Regions from separate parts of the Mus musculus genome. Here region 1 is linked to region 2. A link is a contact called in public promoter capture Hi-C data. All regions are on one chromosome and are shown on one strand. Each heading gives the region's core, a stretch centred on a gene start, on an enhancer-like site or on the middle of the called end of the contact. The rest is flanking DNA. Distances are from core to core; before and after follow the strand shown. Region 1 holds the start of Gsx1 (GS homeobox 1). Region 2 holds the start of Baiap2l1 (BAI1-associated protein 2-like 1).

The links. Promoter capture Hi-C pulls out the DNA fragments that hold promoters and counts their contacts.
Region 1: a promoter capture Hi-C map of stem cell-derived epiblast-like cells shows a contact between it and region 2, with 5 times the contacts expected there. The contact joins the promoter of Gsx1 here to the promoter of Baiap2l1 in region 2.

Annotation. Positions count from the first base shown.
Region 1 is chr5:147,184,318-147,191,371 of GRCm38.p6, forward strand. It overlaps Gsx1 (GS homeobox 1), which reads left to right and starts at 4,379. Exons shown (of 2, transcript NM_008178.2): 1 at 4,379-4,981; 2 at 5,461-6,630. The coding sequence starts at 4,573. The coding sequence ends at 5,837.
Region 2 is chr5:144,355,465-144,362,183 of GRCm38.p6, forward strand. Baiap2l1 (BAI1-associated protein 2-like 1) reads right to left here and starts at 2,648. Exons shown (of 14, transcript NM_025833.3): 1 at 2,327-2,648. The coding sequence starts at 2,377. It overlaps Dmrt1i (Dmrt1 interacting ncRNA), which reads left to right and starts at 2,459. Exons shown (of 2, transcript NR_102374.1): 1 at 2,459-2,580; 2 at 4,989-5,541.

The DNA of each region.
Region 1 (7,054 bases), core at 3,129-5,628, 2.8 Mb after region 2:
CACATGCCTTAATCCCAGCACTCGGGAAGCAGAGGCAGGCAGATTTCTGAGTTCGAGGCCAGCCTGGTCTACAAAGTGAGTTCTAGGACAGCCAGGGCTACACAGAGAAACCCTGTCTCGAAAAACCAAAAAAACAAAAACCAAAAAACCAAGAAAGAAAGAAAGAAAGAAAGAAAGAGAGAAAGGGAGAGAGAGACAGAGACAAAGAGGGAGAGAAAGGAAGAAAGAAAATGAGGAGGAAGGAAGGAAGGAAGATCTATCTTGAGAATCAAGCATTAACAGTGCATGCCTCTGATCCCATCACTCAGGAGTCAGAGGCAGGGGGATCTTTATGAGTTTTAGCCAGTGTGATCTAAAGAGCCAGTTCCAGTATTGAAGGGGCTACAGAGAGAATGTTTGTCTCAAAGAAGAAGGGGGGGGAGGAGGGGGAAGGAGGAGGAGGAGGAAGGACTAAATAAGTAAATCTTGGACCACGTGCAGAAATCCAAGGGTGTCAGTTCAAGTCTCCATGACTGGGTCTCACCTCATCTTCCTGTGCACACCCATTGTCACGGTCCTCAATCTCCTTGGGGATCTTCCTCTCCTGGTTGCAGTCAGCATTCCCTGACACCCCTGGCCTCTTGTTTCTGCTCATTGGGACAGCTGGCAAGCCCCTGGGCCAGCTGTCTAGACACCTGCTGCTCAGGAGACAGAATCTTTCCTTACAACAGGAATTCTCTGGTACCTCAGCCAAAAATAAAATAAAATAAAATAAAATAAAATAAAATAAAATAAAATAAAAAAAAAAGGCAGAACTGTGCTGCTATTTCCTAGGCGTGGACTGTATGTATCTCTTCCCCTTCCAGCTCAACCTCCTCTTTTCTATAAACAGGAAACATCTCAGACATGAAGTCTTTCTCCGTAAGAACTACCTCGAATGGAAGCCATTTTGTCTCTAGAACCTGCCTCGGAGGCTGGGGGTGGATGGGGCATTCTTAGGTTTGTCTGATAGTCAGTTAACAAACACATTGAGGTCTTATGAAGGCCCAGATCCCGGGAATGAGGGAGGACCCGCAGATTCCAAGACCCTTGACCTCCTGGGTCTCACCACACACGTCTGCCAGTCCAGTCAGGCTCCTCAGGATCCAGGTAGAATTAGGCTAGGCGGACACGGCAGAAAATCCAAGGAAAGTCCTGCTTCCGGGTGAGTTCTTTCACCTTGATTTATTCCCCCAACAAATAAGCCTATTATGAGTTAGGGAGTTTTTGCAACAGATACAGCAGACCCTCATTCTTCCAGAACACGGATTTCAGGATGGTGAGGGAGCCAGAAAAGTGAAAGAGCAAAAGGCACAACCAACTTAGAAGTTGCTTCTGAGGCAGAAGCTTCTGAGGTAGAGAGGGCAGGGAGACGGATGGTGTTTTAAATATGGCTTCTATGAGAAGGCAAATGATCTTTGAGGGATGGAGATGGGGAAAATCCACATTTATGCTTTTTTTTTTCCTTCCTGCAAATATCTCACAAGGGAGGCCGCGGTGTGCACGGGGAAGAAAAGGCCGGGATCGCAGAAACGGTTCCAGTTTGAGCCGTACCTGATGGACACTTGAAAACCGGCTGGGGGCGGGGAAGCGGGCGCTGAGGCCCAGGGGCTGGGGGGGGGGGGGCGACGATGGGGGGGGGGGGGCTGTCGCAGGGCTGTCAGGCTAATCCGGCTGCCTGCTCCCACCCTGCCCCTCCCTAGGGGGCGTTTGTTCCGCGGAGAACAGTTCAGCCGAAGGGAGCTCGGCCTGGAGCTTTAAGTAGAAAAGCAGCTCCGCTGCGGGGAAGACCACAAGAGGAACTGGGGAACGCAGAGGCAGAAGGCAGGGCGACAGGGCCACCGTGCGCCCGGGGAGCGGACCTAGCTGCCCGTACTGCTCCACGAAGCAGAACTTTTTATCAAGTGATTGCCTGGTGCAGCGGTGACCTAGGAACACCGAGCAGGGAGTCCATTACCCATCGCAGAGTTTGGACATAGCCAGGTTGCCAGCGCCTTCTCTTCAGGCCGGGTGAAAACACCCTGGGACAGGTCAGTCCCTGCCCGGGACTCCCCCGTTCCGAGTTACACAACCAACCGTTTCACCATTTCGGCACAAACCCCGGTCCACTGTGGGGCCGCACATTAAAAAGTGTTATTCGCTTTGAAGGTTTTGTCTAATGGTTCTAAACTGAAAGAAAATGTTTTCCTATTACTTAATTCAATCATAGCGAAGAGACTTGGTAAAAAGCCCACGGATTTTGTCCCAAAGTGTGACAGAGTTCTCTTTGTGTTTGCTTATCCTCCGCTGTCACACACTTTAATTCGCCTCTCTTTATCTGGCATTCAAAACTTTCTTCAATGACATTCAATAAGGTCTAGGGGCTGGAGGGAGAGGGGGAAACTGGTTATTCTCCCCCCCCCCCCCCCATATTCTTTCCCAGTAGCTTTGGCCTTGCTTGTATTCAAGGGCTCTTAACCCTTTCCTCGCTTGGGGCGTTCGGCAGCTCCCAGGAGAGCCCTTGCATTGGCACCTCGGCTGACTTGCCAGCTTTGGAGCGCAGCAGCCTCCCCCTTCTACCCTCGGGCAGCGTCCACACCCGTTCCGCCCTAACCCGCCTCAGCCCAGCGGGGAGCCCCTCTCTAGTCTCAGCTCTCCCGCCACCCAGCCCAGCCCAAATTTCCCAGAGAGCAATTAGAACGGGAATTAGGCTGCATTGATGCGTACCGGCTGGTTTGCGGGAGCTTTGGGGCCGAGACCATAGCTTGGGGGCACCGCATGCCAAGCACCAGGGGACCACTGAGCCCTCACTCTTGCTAGATGGCGAGATGGCACGCCCTCCACGCAGGTTAGCTCCCCCTATGGCGACCCTCCCATTGTCGAGGCAGTTGCTCTCACACACACCCTCTCCCATAACAAATCATCTTTGATTTTTTTAACCAGTTGTTTGTGGCGGCTCGGATGTCATGAACACTGCAAACCCATACAGAGGCCTCGGGTTTGGGCGGCCTTGCACTGATTCATCCACCCCCTCCGTAAAGCTCCCCTTTCTTGGTCTCACGATTCCGTTCACGGTTCAGAGCAGGTGACTGTGGCGATTTGTAAAATCGAAAGTAGTAAATTCGAAATCTTTTATGCTAATTTCTCATTGTATGTTAAACGCACAGGGACAGAGACAGCTCTGAATCCCGGGATGATTTTTTTAAAAAACTGAAGCTGTGTACACAGAGCGTGGCATTTGAAGTTGTTTAACCATTGTGTTACCAGAAAGAAAGAAAAAAAAGAGTGCGGCGACGGTAGGAGGAAGCAAAGGGCAACAGAAACTGGGAAAGACAGAAGAGTGCTCTTCCTTTCTCTCCAGCCGTGGGAAGCAACGCTTTCGAGTGCACCGGCGTGTCTAGTGGAGTGTGTGCGAGTGGAGAGTGCGCGCGCAACGTCTGTGAGAGTCTACACCATCCACACTCACCACGTTTGGTGGGGTGGGAAAGCTTCATACCCACGAATTCGGCTCTCACTCCCCTTGCTATGTATCTGTCCGTATTTTCAAAGACTACCCACCCGCGTACTTGTTTTGTTGCTATTTCTTTACATACACGGCCCTGTTGTTGAAGGGAAGAGCTGGTTGGCCAAGGGTCCACCGAACAAAGATGAGGAGTCACAGGCAACACCAAAATTGGGAGCCTTTGATTTTCTGAGAAAACACGGACAGAGATGAGGTTAGTCTCCAATGAGGACTAGGGAGCCTTTCTCTCATCCTCTGAGGCGCACTCAGAAACCTTGTTTTTCTGTCTCCAAATAGTGCGAGAGAAGAGACTCCACAGGTGGGAATGGTGGCCGCCCATTAGGATGCTTCATAGGATGCAGAGCTGAGCTTCGAGAACTAAGCGAAAGCGATACACTTGGTGGAACTGGGGTGGGGGGAACGAGCAAGGAAGAAGTAACAGAAAGAAAGGGACCAGGATCAAGTGGGCAGAGGAGATGGGTGTGCGCCCACGGGGATCTGTGCAAGCGAGGCAGCACGGGTGCGGAAATCAATAAGATAAATGGACCGATCGCCAGCGCAAAGCCAAAGGAAAGTAAGAAATAAAGAGAAAGAAAAGAATATTAAATCGCGGGAGAATGAGAAAATAAACCCGAAAAGGGAAGAGGAGGGGGGCGAGTGCGCCTGTTACGGCGTGGGTGGGGTTGACAAGAATAGAGTACATTATGCAGTTCATTTAGTTAACAAGTGAAATAATGAGGAAGCGTGCAGAGTGAATGCCAAGAGAAAGGGCACAAAAACCCTATTGAGAGGCCCCGGCCGCTCCTGGCGTAGCCCATCACATGGCAATAGTCCTATTTAAGCGGCGCCGCCGGCGTCTTTCAGCACCACTAGCGCTGGCCAGCACCTCGCCCGCTCCGGGAGGTGCCCGCAGCAGCAGCCAAGGTGATTCCAGCCCGGGCTTGAGCCGCGCGTGGAGCCTCCGGGGCCCGGGAAGCTGCGGGTGGCCGCGGCCAGGGGAAGCTACGACAGGATCTGCAGTTCCCTCGGGCTCCAGGGGCGGGCTGGCGGCAGGTGGACCGCGCGCCGGAGCCATGCCGCGCTCCTTCCTGGTGGATTCCCTTGTGCTGCGGGAAGCCAGCGACAAGAAGGCTCCGGAGGGCAGCCCGCCACCGCTCTTCCCCTACGCGGTCCCGCCGCCGCACGCGCTCCACGGCCTCTCGCCGGGCGCCTGCCACGCGCGCAAGGCCGGCTTGCTGTGCGTGTGTCCCCTCTGTGTCACCGCTTCGCAGCTGCACGGGCCCCCCGGGCCGCCGGCACTGCCGCTACTCAAGGCGTCCTTCCCTCCCTTCGGATCGCAGTACTGCCACGCACCCCTGGGCCGCCAGCACTCCGTGTCCCCTGGAGTCGCCCACGGCCCGGCTGCGGCCGCAGCAGCTGCTGCACTCTACCAGACCTCCTACCCGCTGCCGGATCCCAGACAGTTTCACTGCATCTCTGTGGGTAAGCGGGGTCCCCGCGCGAAATTGGGGGGCGGTGGTCCCGGGGTGGGGGGAAGTGAGTGAGCTAGGGATGGGGAAACGGCGCGCTATGGGGGACGGTGAGGATACTCGAGGGGCGCTCACAGTGCTAGACTGGGACCGGACGTAGGAACCGGGGAGAAGCCAGAAAGATCCTGGGGCGAAGGGGAAGGGGTTAAGGCCAGCTTTGAGATGTTCCTTAAAGGGGTGTTAGGGACAACCGATTCCGAGGAGAATTGGAGTCTGTGACTTGGCAAGGAGGCACCCGCCTGTGGAGTGATGAATGGAAGGATGGAAGGGATGTGTGCCTGATTCCAAGGTTGAGGCTAGCCTCAGTTCAGCGGGAAATTAGGCCCAAGGCTCAGAGGTTTGATGATCTCTCTCTCTCTCTCTCTCTCTCTCTCTCTCTCTCTCTCTCTCTCTCTCTTTCCCTCCCTCCCCCCCCCCCCCATCGCCCTCCAGACAGCAGCTCGAACCAGCTGCCCAGCAGCAAGAGGATGCGGACGGCGTTCACCAGCACACAGCTCCTGGAGCTGGAGCGAGAGTTCGCCTCCAACATGTACCTCTCCCGCCTGCGGCGCATCGAGATCGCGACCTATCTGAACCTGTCCGAGAAGCAGGTGAAGATCTGGTTTCAGAACCGCCGGGTGAAGCACAAGAAAGAAGGCAAAGGCAGTAACCACCGCGGCGGAGCTGGGGCGGGGGCCGGCGGGGGCGCACCGCAAGGCTGCAAGTGCTCTTCGCTCTCCTCAGCCAAATGCTCAGAGGACGACGACGAATTGCCCATGTCTCCATCTTCCTCCGGGAAGGATGACAGAGATCTCACAGTCACTCCGTAGGTGCGCCTTTTAGAGGACCATTGGTTTCCCCACCCCCCACCCCGACCCTTCCCGCACTGGTCCCCAGGCACCCGCTGGCCAACCGACGGATTTCGTTGGGCTTTGCGGTGGTGCGCAGCTTTAGGCAGAGCTAAGACCTTAGCAGACACTTGAAGACAGTGCCCCTGTCCCTTGGGCTTCAGGGTGTTTAGGAGGACTCCAAGCGATGAAGGCTGAGTCCTCCTCCTAGGACACAGCCTCTTCTCCCAGGCACGCAGGCCGGAGCACAGCGCCTTGCTGACCGCCAGCGCCTCTTCGCCTGCCAACTCTGGGCTGGTTCAAGCTTCCTCGGTTCCACTATTCTCTCCTTCTCGGTCAATCTGGGCTTTTCACTCCGCGAGTGGCTGTTTGCTTTTCTTTTAACATTTCTTTCTTGCCCCCAACTCGTCTCCCCCCACTGTGGTCCTTTATGCAACACGTCTATGGACTTAACTTTTCCTTCCCTCCTCAGGAAGTCTCTCCCTTCTGTCCGTTTGTCCCTTAAACAGGGATCAGGTCTTGCTGTTCGAAGAAGTCCCCCTAGCAGAGAGAACTGTCTCACATGGTATTGTATTGGGGAAAATGACTCTGTTTCCAATACGCTCTAAACCCCCTTCAAATGAAGCCGCTGTAACCAACCTCTCCCCATTGTCCAGGCCCCGACTCCCTCTGGGGACTGACTGACTGTGTCATTGTATCGTCTCTGTAATGCCAGAAGATATTTATTTATTTATTTATGTACAAAATTTTAAATAAACTTTTTTTTTCTTAGAAATTCCCCTGCCTCTGGGGTCCCCAGGCTTAGGCTGTAGGCCAGGCAGGCACAGGCAAGGGCTGGCACTCTCTGCTTGGGCGCTGCAGAGATCCAAGCTCAGCTCCTCCACTTACAGGTAGCCACTCTCCTCCCCACACCCGCAGCTCTCTTGAAGCTCCGGGATTCTACTCCAACTCCGTGTCCTTCCCAGTATTCCTGTGCAGGGCGGGCAGGCTGGCTGCTCCCTCCGATCTCCAACAAAAGATGCTATGCTTCCCTGGCTAATTCCAAGGGTAGAGACCAGGGATCCAACCTTCTTAGGGTTTGAGCTGCTCTAGCCTTTATGAAGGGTGCGCCCCGGTTTTGCTTTCAGGCAAAAGGTCCCTGAAAGGTGGCGCAAGATTCCAGCTGATTCCGGCTTTCCTCGGGGATCTGTGTGGGCTTT
Region 2 (6,719 bases), core at 1,398-3,897:
GATGGAAACCAATAACACACTGGTTTCTGATCTTCAATCTATTACAACCTTTCAAAACTGAAAATGAGCCAGTATGGCGGTGCACACTTCCAACCCCAGCATTGGGGAGGCTGAGACCAGCCTGGGATACATAGCGAGTTCATAGGAAAGCTAGCCTAGACTACATATACAAGAGTGTCTTTAAAAAAAGAATAAGGAAAAAAACAAACAAACAAATAAACAACAACAACAACAACTAAATAGCTAGGAGTTGTAGTGCTTTAACCTCAGCCCTTGGGAGGGGGCAGAGGAAGGTGAACTTCTGAATCTGAGGTCAACCGGGTCTACATATCAAATTCCAGGCCAATCAGGGCTACATAGTGAGACCCTGTCAGAAAACAAAACATCCCCAAAAGGACTAACTATGCCTTACGTCTACCAATGCGGATAACCAAAACAACAAAATCAACAGTCAACAACAACCAAACCAACAAAATCAACAGTCTTCCTCTTACTCCAGCTCTGTGGGTAGAAAGACAGGCCAAGGTGGTTCATTTTTGTGGTACTGTAATCTGCCTGCCCACACCAACCAAAGGTTTCTCAGTCAGAAGTGAGAAAAAGAACAGTTTGCTCAGGGCATCTGATTGCTTGTCTAAAGTTGACATTTTCTTTCCAGACCAGCAAGATAAACAATCAATTGTGTTTGAGAAACTTAACTGTGCCTGTGTTTTCCACTGCAGCAGATGCTCGGATTCCACGCACAGACTACAATAAATAACCCACATTCCTCAGTTATGGTTTTTCCTTGACTGAGTATTCATCTGAGTATCTTGTCTCCCCCACGCTAGGGCATTTTACTTCCATACTCTGTCGACACCCCACACCCCAGTTCTACCGGCTTCACATCATTTAAGTCTGAACAATGCCAATCCAAATACAAGGCTTTAAACATTCAAATTTCTGGCATTTCTAAAAATTATCATTTAATTAAGGAAGCACACTAATAGGAACAGGTTTTGGTCACAGTTGTGAACCTTCAAAATCATAATAATACAGTCTACTTTGTCTATCTAGAATAAATGTTATAGTGCACACATGGAGGGGTGGATATGATTTGGAGCCACAATGAATTCTGAAAATATTTTCATGCTGCTTTAAAATGATTTTCCAGCAACTCAATAAATTCTGATTTCAGGAACTAAGACCTTGCAAATCTAGAAACTCAATTTTAGGGGTGAAAAAAAAAAAACTAGAGAAATGACCAAAGAGTGGGTGAAAAAAGAATCTAGAGAAATGACCAAAGAGTGGGTTTTAATCATGACTACAAGTAAATTTAGAGAACTTTAAATCTCAGGGGTTCAGTGGACCTAAGTGGAATTAAAACAAAAGTTGTTTTGTATTCTATTAATAGCAGATGATTAAACGGATATCTCATTTCAAATGGAATTCATTTATAAGTACTTAAACTTACTAAACTGGCCACTAATCCCATGTCTGTTTCTGGAAAAATTCTCTCACATAACATGCCAGTTAAGCGACCAATCACCACACGTTCTGTCAGCTTAAGTCAATTCTTATTAAAATCTCAGTGCTCTCTGACTCCAATAACCTCCCCAAATCATGAACGTAGAAACAGTCCAACTGCGGGCGAACATGCTCATAATAATTGTATATAGATGTATAAAACTGTCAAAACGCTAAACAAAAAGTAATCAAAAGCCAAATCGAACTTAAAAGCTACTGTATGAAAGAGTCCAAGAGGGCGAAGGCGTTTCAAGTCTTCCCAGGAGCAGATTCCCTGGCAGCCTAGAAAATTCCCTGAGCCGAGGGAGCCAGGCTCACCTGGCGATGGATTCCTAATTACGGAGGAGTTTCTCCCCTACATTCTTTCTTTTCTCCGAGGAAACTCGAGCTTGTCTCTTTTCTCTCTCTCTTTTGGATCTGGGGAGGGGTTAGCCCCAGCGGTCAGACCAGCGCAGTCACTGACCACAAAGAGAAGTTGGGGGAGGATAAGAACCTCTCGGGGACCCCGCGGATTGTCGTCCACGTCTCCAATCCCCTTCCCCCAACACGGGAAATGTGGGGTCCCTGGGAGTCTCCAAGGGTCCAAGGGGGAAGGGGAGGCCCTTATCATGTAAAGTCCCCACTTTATCTCAAAAGCGAAAAAGAATCTCGACCGACCCCGCTGGCGACAATGGTCAGCTGCTTGTCCGGGCTCACGTTCCTGGCCTCGAACCCTGGAGTTCCCAAGTCTCCGGGCCTCCCAGCCTCCGCCCTCAGCCTGGAACCACAGAGTCCCGGATCCCCCCGGTCTCCCGTCTCGAGCTCCGCAAAGTCCCACACTTACCCGGTACGTGTTCTCCGTGAGCCGGTTCACCTCCTCCGGCCCCCGAGACATGGCTGCAGCCTCCGGGAGGGCGAGCGCGGGAGGACGCGGCGGGGCCTCGTGGCCGCCGGGCGGCGGGAGCGCCTAGGACTTGAGACTGAGTGGTCCTTGAGAGTCGGCCGCCGCCACAGCTGTCAGCGGGAGAGAGTCAGTGCGCGTCTCTGCTGCCAAAATGTCAAAACTTTGCGGCGCTTCGGTCTGTAAGGAGCTGCGAGGTAGACGTAGCCTGCCAAGGCTGGGACGAGCAAAGGGACGGGCAGCCCCACCTGAGGCGGGCGGAGTGGGCGGGGCCGTACGGCCAGAGGGCGGGGCAGCCCCACCTGAGGTGGGCGGGGCCTAGGCTGAGTACTCTAGAGTGGGCGGGGCGGCCTCGCGCGGAGACAGCCTGGTGGGAGGGTCGATCTTTTGGGGCAACCGGGGGAACCTGGAAGAGACTTGTTGCGCTAGGTGGGCGTGGCCTAGGGGCTTGCTAAGCGGAGCAGAAGCCCGGCCAGCGCGCCGGACTGATTGGCCCCAGCTGAGACGTGGAGCGGGGGTGGGGTCTGAGAGGCCAACAAGAGGGAGAAGCCAAGGGGAGGGGACGCGCCCTTACTCCCCCCACCTGAAATGGACTGATGGGCGTGGCCTAGATGGCGGATGGGCGTGGCCGAAACAAGAAGGGACGGAGTGAACGAAGTCGCCCTAGCTGTGTCCGCCAGAGTGGCACCGCAGAGTTGAGCCGGTGGGCGCGGTCTAGCAGACCGATGGGCGGTGCTGAAGCGAGGATGGCGTGGTTTAGACAGCCCCAGCTGAGGCAGGCAAGGGAATGGGAGAGTCTTCCTCGTGTGGGCGTGGCTGAGCAGCCTGGTGGGCGAGGCTGGAGCAGTACAAGGCGAGGTGGCTGGACCCAGTGGACCAGGCCATCTCGCCTAAGGCTTGGCAGTGGAGGTAATACCTCTGTTCGCCCTCTCCCGGCCCTCCCAGAGTTCCAGCCAAGCCCCTACACTGTGGTGTCTTTTAGAACAGGACCTGGACCTTTGGGCTTCTAGGTCTTTGGTCTAGTGTCCGCCACAAGGTGCTGGCTCTGAAAGCTCGAGGCTCACATCCTCCGCAGGTGAATCCTCTAAGCTCTCTGCCTTTGAGTAACTTCCACATACCTCCTACGAATCGGTTTCCCTGATTGAAGGTCCACGGGGCATGGTTTCTCATGGATGGAGCCACCCACAATTTTGAAAGTTCCGGGGTGCCAAAAAAAGTAACTAACGCCAAGATCTGATTACTGGAATAACAGAACATTAAGAATAAGTTTAAAATCCCATGCTTTACAACTATGTAAATCACAAGACTGTCTAAAAATTTCCTCTGTGTGTGTGTGTGTGTGTGTGTGTGTTACAAGAAGTCAACCTTGGGCGTCATTCCTCAGCCGATATCTACTATATATATCTTGGAGACAGAGTCTCTTACTGAAGTAGCTAAAAAGGATAGACTGATGGCTATCAAGTCTCCACAAGCCCCATGAATCCACCTGTCTCCCAAATTCCCAGCACTGGGAGTACAAGAGCATATCTACTGTATGTAGCTTTTCACATGGGTTCCGCAGATGGAACCCAGGTCCCAATGTTCGCACCACAGGCACTTTACAAACTGACCCATTTCCTCAGCCCCCAGGTCGGCTGAGGCGTCTAGGATGTCTGTGCTTTCTTTCATCTTGTAGAGGCCATGTAGGTGTGTGGCTCCTGGCACATTATTTAAAACTTTTATTTTATGTGTAAGCTACTTGGACTGCATGTATGTCATCTGTGACTGATACATATATATGTACATGCCTGGTGCATATGTCAGAGGTCAGAAGAGGGCTTCAGATTCCCTGAAACTTGGGTTGCAGAAGGTTGTGACCATCATGTGGGTACTGGGAAACAAACCTAGGTCCTCTGGAAGAACAGCCAGTGTTCTTAACTACTGAGCTGTCTCCCTAGTCCTTCCTGGTGCTTCCTGTTGTCTACCCAGTCACACCCAACCCAGCTCTGAACATGTCCTAGAGTACACACCTAGGACTGAGGTGACCCAGACTCCAGGGCCACAGCAACCTTCTCCTAGCAGAAAACACACTCAGCGCTTGAGACTTGAACTCAGCCGGAGTGGGCAAGGCTTTATTTTTAAAAGCTGTCCAGGTACGATTGCTTTGTTTATGAGCTTGGAGGATACGAAGCTTCTAAACTGCTCCAGGATAAAGTTCACTGGGAAATACACACAAAGAAAGCACTGTGTGCCCCAGATGGAAACACTGAAAGTATGGGATGACTCTGGACTTAGAACAGACACAAGCACTTGGACTCTGGGGCAGTCTTATCACGTTTTGCAGGCTATAAAACATATCTGGCTTGGGAAGCAAATGGTGGTTGGTGTGGGTTGCATGGTGGAGGGAATAACACCTCAGCCCTATGTTGGAGGCAGTGGGAGACGCTCCCCATGTCTTTAAAGGATCTTTAGGAGCTGGCTCAGAAAATGTGCCAACTGGGGTTCACTTGTCATATGCGGGGTGGTAAGCAGGACTCTATAATTACTACCATTACATATTAGGGTTCACCAAGGGTGTCTTCTGGCTTTTATTTGAACTTGAAAACTCCTTGTCTTTCCTTGGCAGATCCCCTTTTTGTCTCAGAACCTCTTTCTGTGTCTTCCTTCTGACGAATGAGGTCATTTCACCCTCCACTGCCAGGCAGTCATCCGAGGAGCTGGAAAGAGAGCGGAAGCTTAACCTTTAACAGCCCGCAGCTTGGCAGCACCAGTTCCGAGCCAGAGAGGACAGTTTAACAAGCTGTCATAAAGCCAGTGAGGATCTCAGATGGCCCAGTTAGATCGCCATGGTTGGAATTTGATCAGAGATTGAAGTTCTCAAGTGTATGCAAATCTTTGCATTGATTATCTGGGCATATCAAACTCAACTTTGTGGAAATAACTTCCTACTTACGATCTTCCTGCTTCCTGAAAATCTTTTTAGAATGGCCAGTTTTGTATTTATAGAACCCAAGGCCTTGCTTATGCTAGGCAAGTGTTCTACTGCTAAGCTGTGCCCTACGCCCTCATAGGGGGATTCTGGCTGGGTAGGTACTCAACCACAAAGCTATGACTTGAGCAAGAATGGTCAGTTTTAAATCTGTCCAGACATCAAGCCTAAGGCTTCCAGTCCCAGCTCTGGGCTAGGCACATAAATAAATTCCTAGGAGGTCTTTGTTGAACGAAAGAACAAGTGGATAATGGATTATTTTTCCTAGTGCCAGATATTCTGAGTATATGTGAATGTGGCAGTGGTAGGGTTGATTGAGGAGGTAGAAAGAATTGGGCTGGACTCATCTTTTAATGCAAATGCAGAGGGCAGAATTTAAGACTTGAGTTGAGTGCTGTAATAGAGATACAGTCGATCATGCCCATAGACAAAAAGGTGGGCTCAATCTCAAAAAAAAAAATCCATTTGGACTCATTAAAGGTGCTCCTTATTGCATGCACACTGGAGATCCCACGAGCTCTTGGATGCTCTTGGACCTTAGGTGCTCATCAAGAATGGAAGAAAGTGGATCGATAGAAAGTTTTGACTCAGTAGAAGGTAAGGTGGGCTGGCCGCCATTGCATTGCGTCTCAGCAGTTAAGTGCTGAGAAATCCACCTTCCCCAACTCCTAGCCATCTAGCCTCTTAGGATCTTAGCAAAACAGGTCCCCAGGGTCAGGGAACCACTGTCTCCTCTTCTGCTCTTGCTTCAGCTAAGTAATCAAATGTCCTGTTTATGTTGACATAGTTTGTAAGATGCAATCCTTGGACCTAGGAGATGGCTCAGTGGGTAAAACGTTCATTGTGCAAACTTGAACACCTGAGTTAGGATCTCTGGTACCTACACACACACACACACACACACACACACACAACCAAACCTAGGTGTGGGGTCAAATGTCTGTGACCCTCAGGTCTGGGGGTAGGGGTGGGTTGGCAGGATGTCAGGAGGTTCTGTGGGGGTCCTTAGTCAGCTAGGCAAGCCTGGATGAAGTGGTAAGGTCAACGTTCAGTGAGGGGCCCTGTCTCGAAAAAAATAAGGTGGGAAGTGGCTGAGGAAGACACTTGATGCCAACCTCTGCCTTCCACATCTGCACACACGGGTATACATACCCACATATGTATGCGCACACAGGCATTCAACACACACAAATTCACTCTAAAGACACAGTTCCAAGTGGCAATGCCAATAAGATTTAAAAAAAAAAAAGGATTTGCTTTATTATTTATGTGTATGCATATAGGGTTACCCTTGGAGGCCAGAAGAGGCCTTCAGATCCCCTGGAGCTGGAGTTACAAGTGGCCGTGAGCCACCTGGTGTGGGTGCTG